Regions from separate parts of the Mus musculus genome. Here region 1 is linked to region 2. Evidence: chromatin contacts called from public HiChIP or PLAC-seq data. All regions are on one chromosome and are shown on one strand. Each heading gives the region's core, a stretch centred on a gene start, on an enhancer-like site or on the middle of the called end of the contact. The rest is flanking DNA. Distances are from core to core; before and after follow the strand shown. Region 1 overlaps Tead4 (TEA domain family member 4). Region 2 holds the start of Tspan9 (tetraspanin 9).

Region 1 (5,870 bases), core at 2,308-4,807, 250 kb after region 2:
GAAAGGAAAGGGGAAAAAACAAGTTAGGCAATGCATTATGACCTGAAATTCCAGCACTCACCAGGCAGAAGCAGGAAGATCACAAGTTCAGAGGCAGCCTGGGGCTACATAGTGAGTTCCAAGCCAGCCACAGATAGAGAGAGACCTGTCTCAAAAACATAAAAATGAGCCAGCATAGTGATGCAGGTTGGTAACCCTGACAATAAGAAAGCTGAAGTAGGAGGTTCAAGGGCAGGCTACCCAATCTAGAAAGAAAAAAAAATCTGGAAAAAAAAAAGAGACAGAGAGAAACACCAGGCTGGTTGTATACCTGTCTGGTACCATGTAGGCAGGCACAAGGCTCTAGGATTGATCCTCCACTTTCACAAAGGAGGAAAAGGAAGAGACAATCTCCTCCCCTCCCCTCCCTTCTCTTCCGGAATCCCTGATGAATCATTCAGGATACTTCCCTTCTCAAGCAACACACCTTATAGCTATTCTGCCCCGAAGTCATGCTAAGGTGGAAGTAGGTAGGAGTCACAGGGTGATACACAAGCTCAGCATGCCTCCAGCTGCAGCACACACTAGCACAAAGCTGGATGGTGTCCCTTGGCTTTGGCAGATGCTGCCTCTGCCCACCACCTTGTCTTCAATGCTCAGCAACAACCCAGGAGTAGAGGGGGAGGAGGCAGTCTGATGAGAGGACCGCAGCGCTGGGTTAGAGTGACCACCTTCCCAGCCTCCTCCCATGATCCTGTTCCTGATACATGCACACACAGGGTAGAGAAGCCTACAGAACTAGGTGTCTGCAGAAGGTGCCTTGCACACTGAGGAACACGTTCTACCCTGAGAATAAATGACCTTAAAGTGTCAAGCTCTGGACTAGTCATTAGGCTATGTCTTCCCTCACTCCAGATACCCCTCTGAGCTGGTTAGGCCCAGCACATTTCACAGATGGAGAAACTGAGACACCTCATGGTGCAGTGCCCCCACAGCTAGCCAGTGCAGGCTCAGAGGCTCTTCCTCACAGCAAGTCACCAGCAGGGAACTCGATCTGACTGACCACAGCAGGAAGGATATAAATCAGAGGTAAGGAGGGTAGCCCGCTGAGGAGCCAGGCGGTCTCTCTGTGCAGTGAGCTTTCCTAGTTTTTTTTTCACTGTGAATGAAATTCCTGAAAAGCAGCTGTGTCTGTCTGGAAACAGAAAACTCCTGGAATGAGTTTCTGCAGAGACGGGTGGACCGATTGAAACTGTATTAGTGGGGAGATCGGAATTTTGTAGGTTCAGACACTAATACCCTTATTTTGGCCTAGTTTTAACTTTTTAGAACAGCCATTCCTTACCCCATTCTGTACTGAACCAATACCATGTGCTAATAAATAGAACCCTTTTTTTTTCTTTTCTTTTCTTTTCTCTTCTTTTCTTTCTTTCTTTCTTTTTTTTTTTTTTCCTGGCTTTTAAAGATAGGGTTTCTTCTGTGTAGTCCCGGCCATCTTGGGACTCAATCTGTAGACCAGGCTGGCCTCAGACTCAGAGATCTGCCTGCCTCTGCCTCCCAAGGACTGAAAACCTCTTAGACACTATTAACAGGCACTAGCACCTCTCAGCGTTGCTAAGAGTGTCACCACATAGCATCTCAGGCCTATAGACTAGATCCCCAACCCCACTGATTCTGCACCTGTGATGTACCCACTGATGCATTCCAAACTTGCCTTATGACTTTCTTTGTCCTGTGAAACTCTCAATAATCTGTAAAACTGCTTCTACACTGGAACATGGAATTTTGGGGTAACCTAAATCTGTGTTCCTGGGCCACGGTCACTCATAATGGCTATAAACGATCTCTTATTCCCTTTAAGATGGGAGCAGTGGTCCCGTGTCCCCGCCCCCGCCCCGCCCCCGTTGACGTCAGCAGAGGCGTCTGCTACTCCCTAAGGTTTGTGTCAGAGAGAAACAGACCTGCAGAGGGGACCTGGAGATGTCTGAATTAGGTAAGGAGATTGAAACCCTAGAAAGGGAAGTGGCCATCAATGGCCCCAGAACTGTTGAGGCTGGGACTGGGACATCTGAGCCCTGGGCATTCTGATTCATTGTGAATACAGCCTGGATGTCTCCCAGTAACAAGAAGCGATACTTTCAAGAAGGAAAGGAGTGGGCCCCAGCCAGGGAGAGCCAGAGAAATCTCCCTCTTCATAGCTGCCACGCCCATCCTTTTCCATGATTTATTCAGAATTGCACAAGGGAGGGGCACTAAGGCAGGAGAATCCGGAATTCAAGGTCATCCTGGGCTACACTGGAGATCAAGGCTATGGGAGACCCTGTCTCAAAAAGTAAATACAGAAGAATAAGTGGTATGAGCAAGCGCTACATGCCAGGCACTGGTGACAAAGCCACGTGAGACCTGGCCCTGCCTGCAATGTCCTTCTATCAAATGTGTACAAGGTGGAAGGAGGGCCCAAAGTCATCCATAAGATCAAGTACAATCAGTTCTCTAAATCACAGTCATCAGGAATATCTGTGATCTCCAACATCACCAGGGAGTGTTTACAGAAGGGACCTGAGCATCTATGGGTTCTGGTGACCACCAGGGCACGGTTTCAGGCAGAGGAACTCAAACTTTCTGAAGCGTGTGTGTCCTGTATAACCTACATGCATCCTTCCATAATCTCATTCTATGCCCATGAATTATGAAATCTTGCCTCAGCCTCCTTAAGGCCAGACTTACAGGTATGACCTACAGGGTCATTGTTCAAAGTAGACCCACAGCCAGTGAGATGCCTCCGCAGGTAAAAGTGCTTGCAGCCAAGCCTGTAATGACCTGAGTCCAACCCCAGGGCCCATGTGGTAGAGGGAGAAAACCTAACTGCCCCCAAGTTGTCCTCTGAACTCCACATCACACAGGCACGCACACATTCTTAGTTTTTTAGCTGAATATTTCAGTCAAGTATGAATGGAAAAAAAAATCAAACTGCATGTGATATTTGTTAATTGACAGAAAAAAAAGGCATGTTATTTGCAAGAAGTCATTACTTATGTAGGAACAAGCAAGCTGTGAATTAAGACAGTAAAAGCTATTATATATACACAGAGAGAAAATACTCTCTGTAAAACACAAAACATATTTACACTCTGCCACCAGGCACAGGGGTACACACTGGGAACTCCAGCACTTAGGAACAAAGGGAGAAGGGTCACAAGATGGAGGTCAACTTGGTTGACATTGTCAAGTTTCAAGCTGGCAAGGGATATAGTCTCCAAATCAATGAAAAAAAAAAAAACAAAAGAATAAACGTGTGTGTGTGTGTGTGTGTGTGTGTGTGTGTGTGTGTGTGTGTGTGTGTGTAGTATGCACACATATGCATTTTATCTTCTCCAAGCTTATTTTGCTTCACTGTCTCCATTTACTTAACTCTTCATGGCTAAGCTGCCAAGCACAGCATCACACCAATTAACCCTCAGCGCTTGCTCAGACACTACAGATCCTTACAAAAGCAAATTGAACAGCCCCAAGCAAAGAACTGTCTGTTCCTAAGCACCAGAGGCTGGAATGCGCCTGAGGGAGAAAACACGTGCCCTAGCCAGGCTTCCAGCAGCCATGAGTTCTGCTCTGGGCCCAGGGTCAGTGAATCAGCACTGTACATTAAGCAAGGTGTCTTGGAACTGAAGCACCCACAAAACAAGCCTGTAAGTTAATTGGCTGACAAAAATCTTGTGACCAGAGGCTTGCATGAATGCAACCCAGTGTTTCTCCTATGAGTAATGATTCAGGATTTGTTAACTCGGTGCCTTTATAGGACATAATTACCATGAAAAACACCAGTGGGTCAGCTGGGTGTGACAGTACAAGCCTATAATCCCAGGACTCTTTAAGGAAGAAAGACACTGAGTCTACATCCAGCCTGGACCAAGTCGTGAGACATTGTCTCAAAGAACAAACAAAGAAATTGTGCCTACTGAGAATAACATAGGTAAAGGACTGTGGAGGGGTGGGTGATGCTGAGCTCAAGGCTCAGAGTACCACAGCCAGTGTGCGAGGTGAGCTTCCGGCAGGAAGATTCCAGAATTCTCCAAAGGTGAAAACAGCCCAGGTGTCCCTCAACCAATGAAAAAACAAGATATGGTATAACCACTCGATGGAATAGTATCCAATCAGAAAAAAACAATAATAACTGATACATGCCTCAACATGGGTGAACACGGAACAGATTCTACAAAGTGGAATGAGCCAGAAGACGCCAGACACAATATCCTCCATCTTTGGCCACTTTTACAAGAAGTACTTACAACAGTCAAATTCAGAGCTAGAAAGGAGAATAGTAGTTACCAGAAGCTGGGAGGAGAGAGAAAAACTTTTCTTTTTCAGTAGAGATTCTGTAGGCAAGGATAAAACGTTAAGGGAACGGGTGACGGTGATAGTGATAGGTGTTTAAGCACAAAACTGCAGATGTAAAGGAGTCAGCCTTGCAGAGGAGCTGAAGTAGTGGCTCAGTGGTCAAGAGCGGCTGCTACTCTTGCAGAGGACCCAGGTTTGGTTCCCAGCATCCACATGGCGGTGCACAGCCATCTCTAACACCAGCTCCAGAGCATCTGACATCTTCCAGCATCCAGGAGGCACTGCACACACATGGTGCACAGACATACATGCAGGCAAAATACACATAAACTAAAAATTACGTATTACGATGAAAAGCTGGGCATAGTAGCACATGTTCGCAAGCCCAGTGTTCGGGGGACTGAAGCAAGGGGATTGCAAGTTGCGGGCCAGCCTGTGAAACTCAGCCGGAGCTACCCCCACGTAGAGTCAAGTGGTAGTGCACACCTGTGATCCCACACACCTTTAACCCAGCACTCAGGAGGCAGAGCTCAGTGAGTTCAAGGCACCTTTGTCTATGTAGTGAGATTCTCTCTCAAACCGGGCCCCCCAAAATAAACCAAGGCAGCCAGTCCTGAAGAGTTCTTGGCCAGCCTGAGCTATGTTGCAAGCTATAGTCTATCTTAGATTATACAACATGGACTGGAGTGATAGCTCAGTGGTTAAGAACACTGACTGCTCTTCCCTAGGTCCTGAGTTCAAATCCCAGCAAACACATGGTGGCTCACAACCATCCATAATGAGATCTGACTCCCTCTTCTGGAGTGTCTGAAGACAGCTACAGTGTACATTCACTGCCCGGCTAATTTCAACTTATCAAAAAAGGAGAGAGGGGAGGGGGAGGCAGAAGGAAGGGAAGAAAAACCAAAACACGCTACGAGGGTATTTTTCCATGTGTATATTTGATTGACTACTTGAGGTCCTAGGGATTGAAGACAGAGCCTCACACACATGCTGGGCCAGCGTTCTACATTAAGCTCATTACCAATCCTCTTCTTACCTTGTGAGATGGGCTCTTGCTGCCCTCAAATATATTGTAAAGCCCAGACAGGCCCTGAATTTGTAATCCTCCTGCCTCAGCCTCTGGATTGCAAATCTGCACCACCAGGCCTGGCCTGTAGTATTTTACCATAAGAACTGTTTATCTGTTGGGTTTGAGGTGTGGGCTTGCTCTACAGACACACAGACACACACACACAGACACAGACACACACAGACACACACACACACACACACACACACAGAGTCCTTGGACCTATGGTGCTTTTGCCTCAGGTGCTGGGTTACAGACAACTACCACCTTATCTCTGTTCCTTGGCATTTAAAAGTCATTAAAAAGCCAGGAAAGATGACACACCTTTAATTCCAAGAGGCAAAGGCAGGATACCAGTGAGTTCAAGACCAGCCTGATCTACATAGCAGATTCAAAGTCAGCCAGGGCTACATAGTAAGACCCTGAGAAAAAAGGAGGGGAAAAAAAAAAGAGTCAGGAAGAAAAAACGATGTGACGGAGAAGG
Region 2 (5,257 bases), core at 998-3,497:
ACCACGTGACAGGTAACCCTAATCATCACAGTGCCCCTCCCCCTCCCCACCCCCACTATCCCATCCGGGAGTATGGAAACACCCACTTCATCTCAGACCCGTCTCATAGGGGAAGAAACCATGCACTCAGGTGCCTCCTTGACCCCCAGGCTATCACAGAGCTAAGGCAGTAAGGGCCGTGAAGACCATCCATCCTAACAGCCTGGATGGAGAAGAAGCCCCAATCTTAAGGGGCGCATGAGTCACTCAAGGTCACACAAAACTCTAACAAAGAACAGAAGGCAGAGGAGACTCACACTTCTTCCTTCGAAGCCTAGAGCTTCCTTCCCCTTCTCCAGAAAAGTGGCCCCCTCCACATACACCCCCCCAAAGTTTTTCTTAAAAGTGGATCACTCCACAGGAGATGCACACTACTGCCATGCAGCCTCGCTGAGATGTCTTTCTCCTGCCCCCAGGCTCCTCCTGGACCATGCTTGGCAGCTGACGGCCTCCAGCCAGTGGCAGGACGGAGCCTGGGGATGAGCCAAACATCTGTGCTGAGTAGTCTGAGCTCTGGTGAAGAAAGACGGAGGCAGGCAGTAGTGAGGACGAAAGAAGCAGAGATGAATTAAGTTTTCATCCAGTTTGTGTAACTCGTAAGTACTTGTGCACACAGTCACCAGCGTCACACATGAGACAGACGATATTCCCAAGCCAGCCCATCCATTGACACTTTCTCTAGAAAAATCATCTCCCTTTGTCCTTTTTGCTCATCCTGGAGGCTCCTGGAGCCTGGGAAAGAGTGGCCTGGCCAAGTGCTGGCTGCCCAGCCCACAGCAATCCCTCAAAAGCAGCAGCCTGTCCCTCATCGTGTATGGCTGCTTCCTCCTCTTCCTGGGAACCATGTAAATGAGCAGGGGACTGTGACCTCCACACCCCCACCCCACCCCCACAATGCTACAGACTGGCCTCCTGCCTCCAGGAGCAATAGAAGAAACTCAGAAACCATCCTCACGGCCCCCCACCAACCCAGGGGCACAGCTGTGCCGTCTGACCCACACCCATGATGCAGGTTCCCTGGTGCAGGTACTTCAGTGTGCCTTTTTTTTGGGAGAAGGAAGCAGTGGCAAACTTTCCAGCTTCCTGGGAGCAGAACGTGTCTCTCCTGGAAGACTGACAAGTTGAAGCCTCCATTCAGCCATGGAGAAGAGGGAAAAGGGAACAGAAAGATGCAGGGAGTGGGAGGGTGCCTTCAATTTTTAAAAGCACTTACCTTTGGGCAGATAAGGTAGAGCGAGGAGGAAGTAGAAGATATTCCTAGGGTGGAAAGCAAGGAGAAGGAGCAACGGAAGACTCAACAGTAAGGACTTACCCAGAATATCAAATTGAAGAGGAACATCGTGTACTTCAAGCAGCAGAGACAGCCCCTGGCCATGTTGCACTTCTTAAATTCTAGGAGGAACACAAAGGACAGGTCCAGGTAAAACACCACGTACTTGCTGCCTTTGGGTGCATTGTACTTGTCAGTCTTAATGCCGGCCTCCGTGCGGCTCTGACCCCGCGAACCCGCGGTGCCGTAGAAGGCGCCAGCCGTGAAGCCGCGGCCGAACGGGCGGCCAGAGGTGGACGGCTTGGCAAAGTCCGAGTCCTTGCTGTCCAAAGATGGACTCCGGTGGATCGAAGAATCCTCGCTACTCGACTTCTCCATGCTCGCCTCGTTCCCGGGGGGCACGAGGGGCGGGGGGCATTGCTCCCAGAGTGGGACGGAGGGGGCACCCCGGTCGGGCACGGGTTCTGAGCAAGCTGGCTGTTGGAGCTTCGCACGCCCCCTCTCTGCACCCGCGAGCAATAGCGGAGCAACCAACTGCCGGGGGTTCACTGCCTCTGGGACGGCGCCCCGCTCCCAGCCTTAGCCCGCTGGCCCGGGAGGGCTCTGCGGCACTGTTATAAGCACGCTTGGGGAGCCGGCTCGCCTGCGTAACTAGGCTTCTTTAGGGAGGCTGCAATTTGACTGCTCTTTCCCGGGCGGCTGCACCACCGACCGGACGCAGCACTCGAGGCGAAAGGGCGCTGGGATCCAAGCTCCGCAGGCACGCCTCTTCCAACCCGGAGCCCCACCACTTTGCGGGCGCTCGGCCTCCCTTGCTCCGCGACTTTGCGGAGCCGCTGCCGGCCCTGGGCTGCCCGGGTGCGCCGCGGGCAGAGAGCCTCGGATCCGCTGCAGCTGCAACCGCTGGGCTTGCCCTGCGAAATTCCAGCCCTGACTCTCGACTCTGAAATCGCCTAGAGCCCCTTCCCCGGGCTCTGGGCCCCGCCCCCTGCTTTGCATCCGACCAATGGGCTCAAGGTCTGCCTGGCTCCGGTAGGGGAGCTACCCCCCTCCCCAATGACACAATATCTTTAATAGGATTAGCGGTCTGCTTGTGTGCCTAAACTAGTGTGCCCAGAACCCTTCTAAATGTCAAGGGCTCGCTCAGTGGCTAGGAATGAACTAACACCTCCATGGGAAAGCACTGGTTTCTTGCCCCAGCAAGGGCCGCGACTAGAGGAGGGGGAGAACTGGAGACACCAAGAACCCTAGGAAGCCAGAGGATAGGTCTGGGGGGAAAGGCTGGAAGGGAAAGAAACGGTGGCCACTACTAGGCTGGCCTCCGCCCCCTAGGAACGTCGGGCCTGTCTAGCCTGGGGCACATGGTCCCAAGCAGTACCTTTACACACACACACACACACACACACACACACACACACACACACACACACACACACACACACACACACACCACGCTTTTGCACACGTGAGAATGGCTACTGCGCACTGGTAGAGGGGCCGCAGCAGAGACGCAAGGTGTAGGAAAGCGCCCTCAGGCCTCCGCGGGGCGCGCCGCCCTCCCTGCCCCCTCCACGCGCACACGCACGCGCGGCTCCGAGAGACTCCTGCAGCTGCGCAAGCCCCCGCCTCCGCGTTCCCGAGTGGGACGGCGGGCTGCAAGGGGCAGGCGGCTCAAGTGGGGCACTGCTTTTTGCCAGCAGAAGAGCAAGGTAGCAATGCTTTTTTGGTCACACCCGAGTCCTCTCGGAGCCGAGGTCAGAGAAAAGACAGGAGGTATGTGCCTGCCAGAGGAACATCCAAAAACAGCCCTTCATCCTCTTGTGAAGCGCTGCAATGAAGACAGCCTCCTCTGGGCTTATATGCAGAAGTCTGCATTGCTGACCTGGGGCCACCACGGTTTGCAAATGATAAAAACTAGAAGACTGAGTGGGGTGGGGGTGCGGGGGTTAGACACTGAGTCTCTCCTTTGTGCAGTGAGTCAGTGTGGGAGCTAAGTTTTACCAGGCTCCCAGCAGCTAACAAGGAGCTCAGCCTCTGGAAGGTACTCCATAGGGACGGCTAGATGGAGTCTACTCTGCAACCCCCAACCCTCTATCCTGAGCCCCAAGGGGGAGCCCTTGAGGAAACACCATAGTACTACTGCCTGCCCTTTGGGCAGCACAAAATCTAGTTAGGACAGGAAGTTACTGGAGGCACAGATAGACTCAGATGGTTGTGGCTATGCCCCGAGGGGTGGGGGGTGGGGGCAGTGATTCCAACTAGGGGGAATTCACCTTCACTTTGCCCCACCACCACCCTAGAGGTGATAACTCTGAGATCTGTTTTGACTCTTCTGGGTCCCTTCTGAACTCAGAAGCAAAGCTCTGTGTGAACAACCACCACTGGGTCTCTCCTTTGGGGACCAATGGTCCTGAGATACTGTCTGAAAAAAAAAAAAAAAACAAAGACAAAAGAAAAAAGAAGCAAATGTCTAGCTGGCTCCCGTGAGAGTGCTGAGCTCTTTGACCAGGACATCTAACACCTCCTGTCCTCTTCAGCCTCACCTGCCTGCTCCAGGATACAAGGTTACCACTTCTGTCTTAGAACGTTACTTCCGGTGGGGGCACCCCCCAGCTGGACTAGAGTCAGGAGAGCTGCTGTCCCCTGGCTGGCCACCATTCCTCCTGTCAGTGTGGAGTTCAGGAATACCCAGGTGTCTTATATGTGGAGTGAACCGACAGGGGCGAGACCAGTCAGAGCAAACAGGCTCTGAACACAAGATGGTACCGTTATATCTCGGAAGGAATGACGTGTCCCCAAGGGTCCCCATGCTAGCCCCTGCCTGATTAGTCTTTTCCCATCTCTTCTCCCTAGCTCACACCTGCATCGGTCACACCAGTCTCCCCTGGTCCCTGGTCTGCCCCATCATTGTGTCTGATTAGAAATGAATGTGTACCTCCAGGGCTTGGGACCAGAAAGTCAGGCGGTAACAGGCAGGCAAGAGAAGAAGGCTGCCCAGTGTCACGGCCCTGCTTCCCCTAGTCACCCTTGTCAAAGCTACAGTGAAGTCTCACTGCGACACCTGGCTGAGTCACAATCAGACTAATAAGAGAAAATGCAGTTCATCAGCCCTTACATCCACCAGGCTGACCCTACCACATAGGTGTGGTGACCGTTCTGTTTTAGGGAAAAGGAAACGGTAGGTTTGGGTGTGCTTTCCAAGCCCATGTGCCCTCCTCTCTTGGATCTTAAACACTTGATGCCCTTGGCAGTCTTCCAGTCTAACAGAAAAAGTACGAGAGGGAGCCTGGGATGGCATGGGGTTGGGGGCGTGGGGTTATTAGGTAAAAGCATACTGAATTAGGGGAACAGGGAGGAAGATGGCTGGGGCGATGCTCTGGACAGGACAGGTAATCAGCCAGGTCCTGAGGGCTGTAATAAAGAGTGGAGAGGGGGAGGTACAGCAGAATGTAGGAGGAAGAGAGGACAAAAACAGATGGAGTCAGATCGCACCCCTCCCCTTGGGGAAACCATTCACTAGTAACAGGTCAATATGGGCAGGTTCCTGGGCATCCATAACAAGATGAATGGGACAACCCAGGGGTCCCAGGAGCTCACCAGCTAACTTGCTAGCTCTGGAAACCAGCCCTTCTATCCTGGCTCCACTTGTACCCTGGGAAGTCCAACAGAGTGATGCAGAGCCCACACAGCAGGCTGAGTGGGGAGAGCTGCCCTGTGGCCCTGCCTTGGACCAGGGCTTTTTGAAGTGGGTAAGGGAAGAAGGACTTGACTGTGGCCCGCTCAGGAAGCAGTTGAGGGAGCAGGCCTGGGTGAGAACAGGAGCTACTTTGCAAGCTACTCTGTGTAGCATGTGAAAGTTGGAGCTATACTCTGCAACGTCCGGGGAGCCAGGCCTGTGGTCACCGTGGGGCCTAGGAAGCTGCCTGCATCTGGCAACGGGGGTGGGGG

The links. HiChIP or PLAC-seq counts read pairs in DNA pulled down with a chosen protein or histone mark.
Region 1: a contact with region 2 is called in a CTCF HiChIP or PLAC-seq map of the NIH/3T3 cell line, with 8 read pairs. The contact joins the enhancer-like site here to the promoter of Tspan9 in region 2. A contact is called at or near these places in 1 of 15 datasets of contacts at CTCF or cohesin (the NIH/3T3 cell line), 2 of 484 Hi-C or Micro-C datasets (Sertoli cells and cerebellum) and 1 of 9 other capture datasets (adipose tissue).

What each region holds. Positions count from the first base shown.
Region 1 is chr6:128,278,769-128,284,638 of GRCm38.p6, forward strand. All of the region lies in intron 1 of Tead4 (TEA domain family member 4), which reads right to left. Among named protein-coding and RNA genes, the nearest start is that of Tead4, 19 kb to the right of the region's middle. Within about 2 kb of position 3,558, at least 80 of the 459 cell types and tissues checked have an H3K27ac peak or open chromatin away from gene starts, as enhancers often do. A contact at or near this core is called in the NIH/3T3 cell line and adipose tissue, where this site is marked.
Region 2 is chr6:128,032,815-128,038,071 of GRCm38.p6, forward strand. It overlaps Tspan9 (tetraspanin 9), which reads right to left and starts at 2,248. Exons shown (of 7, transcript NM_001379136.1): 1 at 1,352-2,248. The coding sequence starts at 1,687.